3 separate regions of the Sus scrofa genome follow, and regions 1 and 3 are each linked to region 2. Evidence: chromatin contacts called from public Hi-C and HiChIP or PLAC-seq data. All regions are on one chromosome and are shown on one strand. The core of a region is the stretch at or near the end of the contact, and the rest is flanking DNA. Distances in the headings are between cores, read along the strand shown. Region 1 has its middle 320 kb from the start of SLC30A5. Region 2 overlaps LOC102159961 (a long non-coding RNA gene). Region 3 has its middle 240 kb from the start of SLC30A5.

The links. Hi-C and Micro-C count contacts between places; a contact is called where the count stands out from the background. HiChIP or PLAC-seq counts read pairs in DNA pulled down with a chosen protein or histone mark.
Region 1: a contact with region 2 is called in an H3K27ac HiChIP or PLAC-seq map of skeletal muscle. The contact joins two enhancer-like sites. A contact is called at or near these places in 2 of 47 Hi-C or Micro-C datasets (alveolar macrophages and fetal heart ventricle) and 1 of 2 datasets of contacts at active chromatin or transcription factors (skeletal muscle).
Region 3: a contact with region 2 is called in a Hi-C map of skeletal muscle, with 5 times the contacts expected there. The contact joins two enhancer-like sites. A contact is called at or near these places in 3 of 47 Hi-C or Micro-C datasets (liver and skeletal muscle) and 1 of 2 datasets of contacts at active chromatin or transcription factors (skeletal muscle).

The regions. Positions count from the first base shown.
Region 1 is chr16:46,964,697-46,967,396 of Sscrofa11.1, reverse strand. No RefSeq gene overlaps it. Among named protein-coding and RNA genes, the nearest start is that of SLC30A5, 320 kb to the left of the region's middle. Within about 2 kb of position 1,261, at least 8 of the 83 cell types and tissues checked have an H3K27ac peak or open chromatin away from gene starts, as enhancers often do. A contact at or near this core is called in skeletal muscle, where this site is marked.
Region 2 is chr16:47,184,475-47,187,174 of Sscrofa11.1, reverse strand. All of the region lies in intron 1 of LOC102159961 (a long non-coding RNA gene), which reads left to right. Among named protein-coding and RNA genes, the nearest start is that of SLC30A5, 99 kb to the left of the region's middle. Within about 2 kb of position 1,319, at least 12 of the 83 cell types and tissues checked have an H3K27ac peak or open chromatin away from gene starts, as enhancers often do. A contact at or near this core is called in skeletal muscle, where this site is marked.
Region 3 is chr16:47,040,357-47,043,056 of Sscrofa11.1, reverse strand. No RefSeq gene overlaps it. Among named protein-coding and RNA genes, the nearest start is that of SLC30A5, 240 kb to the left of the region's middle. Within about 2 kb of position 1,391, at least 3 of the 83 cell types and tissues checked have an H3K27ac peak or open chromatin away from gene starts, as enhancers often do. A contact at or near this core is called in skeletal muscle, where this site is marked.

The sequences.
Region 1 (2,700 bases), core at 12-2,511, 220 kb after region 2:
CTAGTATATACTGAGCATCTCTGCATCTTAATAAATCATCTCAACGTTTATATTTGTTAGAGTAGCCTGGCTGCTGTTGTAAAGAGACCCCATCATGGATGGATGCACACAGTAAAAATTTATGTCTTTCTCTTGTCCATGAACGTGGATAGGCCTTGAGGGTGGCTTTCCTCCACTTGGACCGTCAGGAACTTGGGCCGTCTGAGGCTCTGCCCTCTTCAGCACTTGACTCCTTGGGTTTGGTGATCTTGCCATCACACCCAGCTGGAAGGAGGAAACGGCATGCAAGGTCTCACAGGTGCATCACTGGAAATGGAGCACTGCCTTTCCATCCTCTTGTTATTGACCAGGGCCCAGGCGCGTGGCCACACTTCAGAGTAGAGGAAGCTGGGAAGTGTATTCAGCTGCGTACCCAGGAATAAGAGGAGGGATTTGAGTGAAAGGCTAGCTGTCTCTCTTCCATAGTTATTAATATAGCTTGTCTGTGGTCTTGCCTGTGCCTGAAAAGCTGAATCCATGTCTGACTCATCCCCCACAACACTTTTTACAATAATTGGCTCATAGTTGCTGCTCCTCCATAGATATTTGTTGAATGAATGAGTGGAGTCTACCTAATTCTTTGGTTCAGGATTAATGAGAATCTAGGAGTTTTGTTAAGAGACAGCTCTCAGATCATGAAGGAAATATGTGGTAGAAACTTGGCATCTGAGAAACTTGTACTGTAAGGGAACCTGCGTGATTTCTTTCCATAGCTGGGTAAGGTGGATCTCTCTCTATAACCTTTCTGGGTCAGTAATTCTCGATATTTTTGTAGTCTGTATCTTCATGACATGCTTACAGGGAGAGAAAAGAGGTTTTTTTTTTTATGTGGTGTTTTTTCTGTGAAGACAGATCTAAAAGTGCTGTGCAGAGGGCTTCAATCTTCAAAGTAGGAAAGGCTGTGTAGCGAAGGAATGCCACAAGCTCCCAGGGAACTGGCAGTGGGACTCTGGGGTGGCACCCAGAGAGCAAGCGGTGAGTTCCACTGGTATCCTGGCATTGCTGGGAGACAGCAGGATCAAGAACTTCATTGATGAGATGAATGTCTGTTTTCCTTTGCATTATGTGATGCTGAAATGGTTCTGGGCAGCAGGTGGGGGTGAGAGAGGCTATGCCAATTCTCCACGTGCCTTGTGCCCAGGAGAGCCTGGAAGGTCTATACTATTTGGCTCCCCTTCTGCCAATCCCCTGAGCATAGTGACTGGTGCCAAGGCAGCTGGCAGAGGGGGCTGAAGCCAGGCCCAAAATTCCTCCCTCATTCCAAGCCTGGGTTTTACTGTAGTGTCAGGAGCCAGTGAGCTTGGGCTACGAGCTTCCCATTCTGACTTGGCCAGCCCTGCTCTCCACCTTTATTTTGGGAGATCATTAGGGAATAGTTGATTTCTCATTGTGCCATCTGATCCCCCTCCCATCGGTACTGCCTCTTACAAACTACCCACAGATTTGGGGTTGGTGTCCTTTAAGAGGACAGCAGAAAGAATACCTCCCAGGGATTCTAATGGTCAATGGCTGTCCTTTTATGGAGCCAAGCATACATTGGCTTTCTTCCACAGTTGGCCTGGTTGGGGAATGGACTGAGGGCTTCTTGGCATCCTGAAAACTCTTTTTTTTTTTTTTTTTGCAGGATCGGGCACAACCTACTGGGACACACAGGGCACTGGAGGAAGAGGGAGAAGTAATGCTCAGCCCCTTCCCCAGTGTGTTATCAGAAGCTGGTGGCTAGCCAGCCAACCTTTCCAGGCAGGTGCACACCCTTCAGGGCTTATGAGTCCACCCTCTTGCCTCCTGCAAAGGGAAAGGGGGTGACGGGGCTAGGTGATTTTATTATTGGATAAAACTTCTGGTCCTTTAATATTTTACCACTTACATGAAAATCAGCTTAACGTGTTGAAGGCTACTTGCTTTTTCAGTGGAATTTTTAAATGGTGCAGCAGTTACTTTGGCTGCAGTAAAAGCTTGGAACGAGTCAAGCTCCTTTCAGTATCCTGAGTGGCACAGGTAGTTATTAAGATTTAAAGCATTTTGGCCTTCAGATCATAAAATTCCTAGGGAGTGGGGGTGGAGGTGAAGGGACAAAGAAACGGAAGGGCGAGACTCAGAGGATTCCTGTAAATGTCCTTCACTGATCAATAACACTTTTATAGGGCACTGGTCCATCTGAAAGCCTCGGAGCTCTTTGTGGGATCACACCATCCATCTTCACAGTGTCCTCTCTAAGAGATAAGGAGCAAATGGCAACTGATATGAAATGTGAACGAAGATGTGCTGAAGATGGGGCTATCTGTTGTTATATTGTTATTTGTTATATTGTCACCAGGAAGTTTCTACTCCATGAGTATGGGGCTGGGTATCCCAACCTGTTGGAATGCTCAGACTGCTCACATGGCCATGGCCTGGGCCAAGTGAAGGATGAAGGCCGCCATCTTGCTTTATGATCCATTGGGGGTGGGAGGAGGGCACTAGAAAAGACTATGAAAGGCCCATGGGCTGGTCCAAATGATGTTTTCGCTGCCTCTATTTTAATTATGAATTTTTTTGTTTGGCTGTGGCTACCATTTGGAGCCACAAAAAGTAACTGAGAGCTGTAAAGTATTTACTAGTAAAGAAAAAATTAAATGGATAAGAAATGTCACCGTGAGCTGGGGAAGGGAGTATCATAGC
Region 2 (2,700 bases), core at 70-2,569:
TCTGTGCTATTCGTGTCCTTCTTGCTGCTATAGCCAGATGTTGACTGTACTAATACCTGCTTTGCATACCTCGGGGATTGTGAGGATCAAAGGGAATGATTTATGTGATGAAAGTGCTTTGAAAAGGAAGATGGATTGTGTTTGCGTGGGTGGTGATGATGATGCTGATGATCACCGCTGGACTATCTTCAGAAGACTAAAAATATCCCCCAGCCTGGACCTTCTCAGCGTATTCTTATCTCTCTTGGACTTCCTCCACACTGGCTGAGAAGCCTGACAGTCTAAGCAACTGAAGAACTTGCTGGTAGACAGCAGTGTTGTGGTGGGTGTGCGTGTGGAGAATGGCTGGGTAATGAATTGCCTTCTTTAGGGCCCCAATGGGAAATCGGGTACCCTGGAAAGCGTTAATTGACCTTACTTGAGTGCATGCTTTAGACCCAGCAAGCATTTCATTTGCCTAGGCAACCCATTGTGATGATGACATTAAATAATCATTATCATTACGTGGAAGTCCTGTCACCTTGGGGATTTAGAAAGTGTTTCTCCAGTCACATACACAAAAGCCACCAAAATGAGCAGAATGTTCATCTAGAAGAAAGTAGTTGTGAAGACAACATTTGTTTGTAATTGTCAGCATTTGGCAAAGGCAGGAAATGAAAGAATGAAATGAACCACAGCTTTGGATTCCTTCCAGTGTTTTTTCCAACCCCAAATCATCAGGACTGGGGAGGGAAGGCTTCCTGTCGCGGACCATGGGTTCTAGGGAGGAGGGTGAGCGCCTTCAGCTCCCTCACTGCCTCGGTCCAGGAAGTCATTTCAAAGGGAGCTGCCTCCAGGGAAAAGCAAGAACCCATTGGCCAATATTTATTTATAGTCTTATACCCTGTAAACTTGTCTACTTTTTTAAAATTAAGAGCAAAAAAGTATTTGGTTCTTGTTGGTTTGGACAACCTCCAGGCAGTTGTATCTGTTTTCTTTATTTCTGTGCTGGTTGCTCAACATCTTCGGTCTTGATGGAACTGGTTTCATTCCTAGGTCCTCCCTGATTATTAATGTTCTTATTATGTGTTAGTTCTTCTATGTTTGCAGTGTCCTTGACAATCTTTTTTTATTAACTGTTCCTTACAACAATCCAGTGAGGTGGATCAGCCTTCCTGAATATCTATCTAACAAGTTGTCCAACATTGTTGGCTTTTGTTCGGATTTATTACAACCTTTTTTTTTTTTTTTTTCTTCTGATAGCCGCCTTTCTGAAAGAAACGTATTTCATGCTGTTTCTCATGAGGCTACATGAGCCAGACACTCGTGTCATCTGCTTTCAGCTGGTGTTTGGTTTCTTCCTTCCCTGCCTGGCTTCTTCACCCTCCTCAAAATGATCGTTGCCTCTCCTGTTCATGCAAATGAGCAGCTTGGCTAATCTAAGGCAGGGTTGAGCAGAGCGTTTCCTTTTTGCTTTCCTGGTATTTAGGTATATCTTTAAGTGGTCACTGGCTATCACTTCTTCAGGACGTGATTTATGACCACAGAGTCACTGCTAATATTTTCAGGTTGTCGTTTGCTGTGGTTGTATATACCGTTAGCTTTGTGGCGAAAAGATGGACTGTCAGGCTATGAAGAGAGATGTTTTGGGGATGGCTAGGAATTGATGCTATACCAGGAAAGGACACCCATTCTGATCAACAAGAAATGCCCAAGTCTTCCCAAACCCACCATCAGCACCACTTCTACCACCACCAGATCTTCTGCTGCAGTAGCTGCCACCCTCAGTCTTGCACTCGCATCAAAAATATTTTATTATGCAGTTCCCAGTGTGGCTCAGCAGAAACAAACCCGACTAGGATCCATGAAGATGTGGGTTAGATTCCTGGCCTTGCTCAGTTGGTTAAGGATCTGGTGTTGCTGTGAGCTATGGTGTAGGCAGACGAGGCTCAGATCCTACATTGCTGTGGCTCAGATCCTACATTGCTACAGGCTGGCAGCTGCAGCTCTGATTTGACCCCAGCCTGGGAACTTCCATATGCCTCAGGTGTGGCTCAAAAAAGCAAAGGGAAAAAAATTATGTTTCTGCCTATGCATATATATACCTAGATATCCCTGGTGTCTCGGAGCATATAAGTAAACACTACTCTCCCAAATACCACTATAAACTTTGAATACTTTCTATGTCTATTATCTTCTATCCACTCCTACATTTTTATATTTCTCTATTGCACATTTTTAAAATTTAATTTAATTTTTGGCACGCGGAAATTCCCAGGCCAGGGATCTACTTGTGCCATGGCAGCAAACTGAGCCTCAGCAGTGACAATGCTGAGTCCTCAACCCACTGTGACACCAGGGAACTATCTATGGCACTTATATTCAGTTATTGCCTACCTGTCTTTCTCACCTACTAGACTCTGGGTTTCTTGAGGGCAGAGACCATATCTTGTTCTTCATCCACTAAGTCCTGAGCTTGCACCAGGGATACCTGTTGGGGGTCGATAAGTGTTGGTTGACTGAATACTAAACTTATTTGATGAAATGAGAAAATGCTTTTGTAAACTATGAAATGTTTAAAAACTAGTAAGGACTGTTTGAATACAACTTCTTTTTATTGTAATTGCATTATTTTGTCTATGCAGCAATGAAGGATAGATTTGAATCCTGTGGAGGTGGACAAAATATACTTATCCATTTTATAGAACAAGAATGATGGCC
Region 3 (2,700 bases), core at 142-2,641, 140 kb after region 2:
CAGGGTTCCAGCACTCACTTACCCCTGTGTGTTAAGCTGCATGTTATGTGGTTAACACAGAAAACTATGTTGATTTGAATTACATGAGAGAAATATGAGACTCTTCCTTTGTAACTTTCCTTCCTTCCTTCCTTCCTTCCTTCCCTCCCTCCCTCCCTTCTTTCCTTCCCTCCCTCCCTTCTTTCTCTTTCTTTCTTTCTTTCTTACTTACTTACTTTCTTTTTGGATTTTTAGGGCTGCACTCTTGGCATATGGAGGTCCCCAGGCTAGGGGGCTAATTGGAGCTACAGCTGCTGGCCTACGCCACAGCCAAAGCAACACCAGATGCAAGCCATGTCTGCAACCACACCACAGCTCATGGCAACACTGGATCCTTAACATACTGAGTGAGGCCAGGGATCAAACTCGCAACCTCATGGTTCCTGGTCAGATTCGTTTCTGCTGTACCATGATGGGAACTCCTGTCTTCCTTTGTAGCTTTCTAAAGTGTAACGAGGGGAGCACAGTTTACAGGAATAGATCAGCTCAGTACAGTGAAGACTGCTTCTCAATAAAATGAGCTGTTTCATGAGATAGTGAATTTCCTGTCACCATATGGATTCAAGGATAGGCTAGACAACTTACTGGGGACAGTTAGGTAGAGAGGGCTGGATTGGATTGGACAGGAGTGCTGCCCTCCTCTCCTTCCACTTGCTTGATGCTGATCTGCATACCAGAACCAAAGCCATAATTCACTCAGGAAGAAGCCTCCTTTCTCTTGCCATCTGAAAATTTAAAGTCTTGGCTTCCAGGTCTGTTCCCTGCCCTCCAGTGGCTCCTTGACACCTGGCAGCAGAGCTGTCTGGTCTGACAGGTTGCGCCAGAGCATGCGATGTCTGGGCTGCCAGGGTCTGCTGTTCACGTGGCCACGTCTCTGGGCTCTGTCAGGTGGCCATGGTTTGTCTTGGCTACATTGCTGTCAAGGGGGGAGGTAGACAGGGGGCAGGATGAGAGAGCAACAGGTGTTACCAGGCGTCTAGACAGAAACGTATCCTTATACCCACAGGAGCATTCGTTTAAAATAGCTCTTTCCCCAAATATTCTTCTGGTGGCACTGGGCCCGTCTGTGCTGTGGTTTAAGATCATTTGGCACCTCTCATTCTTGCAATCAGAGAATGGTTTCTGGGGCTGTAAAATCATCCGTGATCTAAACCAATTAGCTCAGCCAGGGGAGGATTACATGCACCAGCTCTGGTACGGGGGCAACTTCACGCAAGCTGATTTTACAAAGTTTTAGTGTTTTTGCTTGCCCTGTTCTCCTCTAGGGCTGTCATCATTTAACAGGATGAGGCCCTGGCAGGTGACATCTTTAGGTGCTTGTTCAATTGCCCTTGGAGAAACTGAGTGAAAAGTGTTCACACTGTCATGCTTGGTGCAGTAAGGACGGGAGGATGCCCTCTAAACGTGGGCAGTCTGTTTATATGAAGAGAGGAGTAAAATGTCCTTTTCCTGTTTGGGATGAATTGGAAACTGACAGAGCTTAGTCATGGGAGACATAGATGAGGCTCTGCCAAGAGTGCTGGGGCCTGAGGGCCCTTCATGGAACCCAGGCTGACATGAGGTTAAAGCCAAGGGGGCAAGTTCGATATAAGCTACAGGGACTTAGACTGTGCTTAGTGTCATACTATTCTGGCAAGTAAGGGACAGTGGTTTCATAGGTGAACTTGAGCAAGAAGAGCTGAGTTTGTAATGGGTTCCCCCAATAATTTCCTTTTGGTTTTGGCCCTTGTTAGAATAGCACCTTGAACTATGAGCAGAAAAAAAATAGAGAGAAAATGAGAATATAAAAATCTCACCCTTCCAGAGAAAGCTACAAGTGACATTTGGTTGTATATCCTTCCACATCCTTTTGTGTATGTGTGTGTGTCTTTTTATAGAAATGGAACCATACTCTTTGTCATCTCCTTACCTGCTTCTTATATTGATTCAATAAACAGATATCTAAAGAATGACTACCATGTACCTAGTCTTGTTCTAGGCACTGGGTGTGCACTGATGAACAACACAAATCCCTTACTTTCATGGAGCTTACGTTCTAGAAAGCATTCTGTGTTGAGCATCTTGTCCTATCCATTGATCCTTCTATGAAACAGCATTTTTAGGAGCTATATACTATTCTATTCTATAGATGGACTTTAATTTTTGTGTGTGCTGTTGTTGGAAATTCAGATGGTTTGCAACTTATTGCTCTTGCAAACAATGAGATGATGAACCTTTTGGTAGCTAATATGTCCATACAGATTTATCAGTAAAGGCTGTAATGGAAAACTAAAACTAAATGCTTTCTCTGGTAGTGGGGATAAATGTGTACTCTCTGGTTGTGACCTGCAGGCAATTAGTTGCAAACACTTGGGCTCAGAGGGTATCACTGACAGACTTGGCTGACCACATGGCTTGGGTTGGGGCAGGCGGGCCGCATGTGGATGTGTTTCAGCTGACCCAGGTGGACTGCCTGGCAGCACTCAGACCTGTGGATCAATTAAGGACACATAAGGGTTTCAGGGGTCTTTAGAGGACTGGTTGCTCTCACTGTGGTTTTAAAAAAATAAAGCTCCATGATAAACTACTGAAATTATATTTTAGCAAACCAAAGAAAAGGATTCTCTGTAGCACACACACAAAGGAGTTGGGGACAGCCTGTCCTTGTGCATTGAGGGCTGG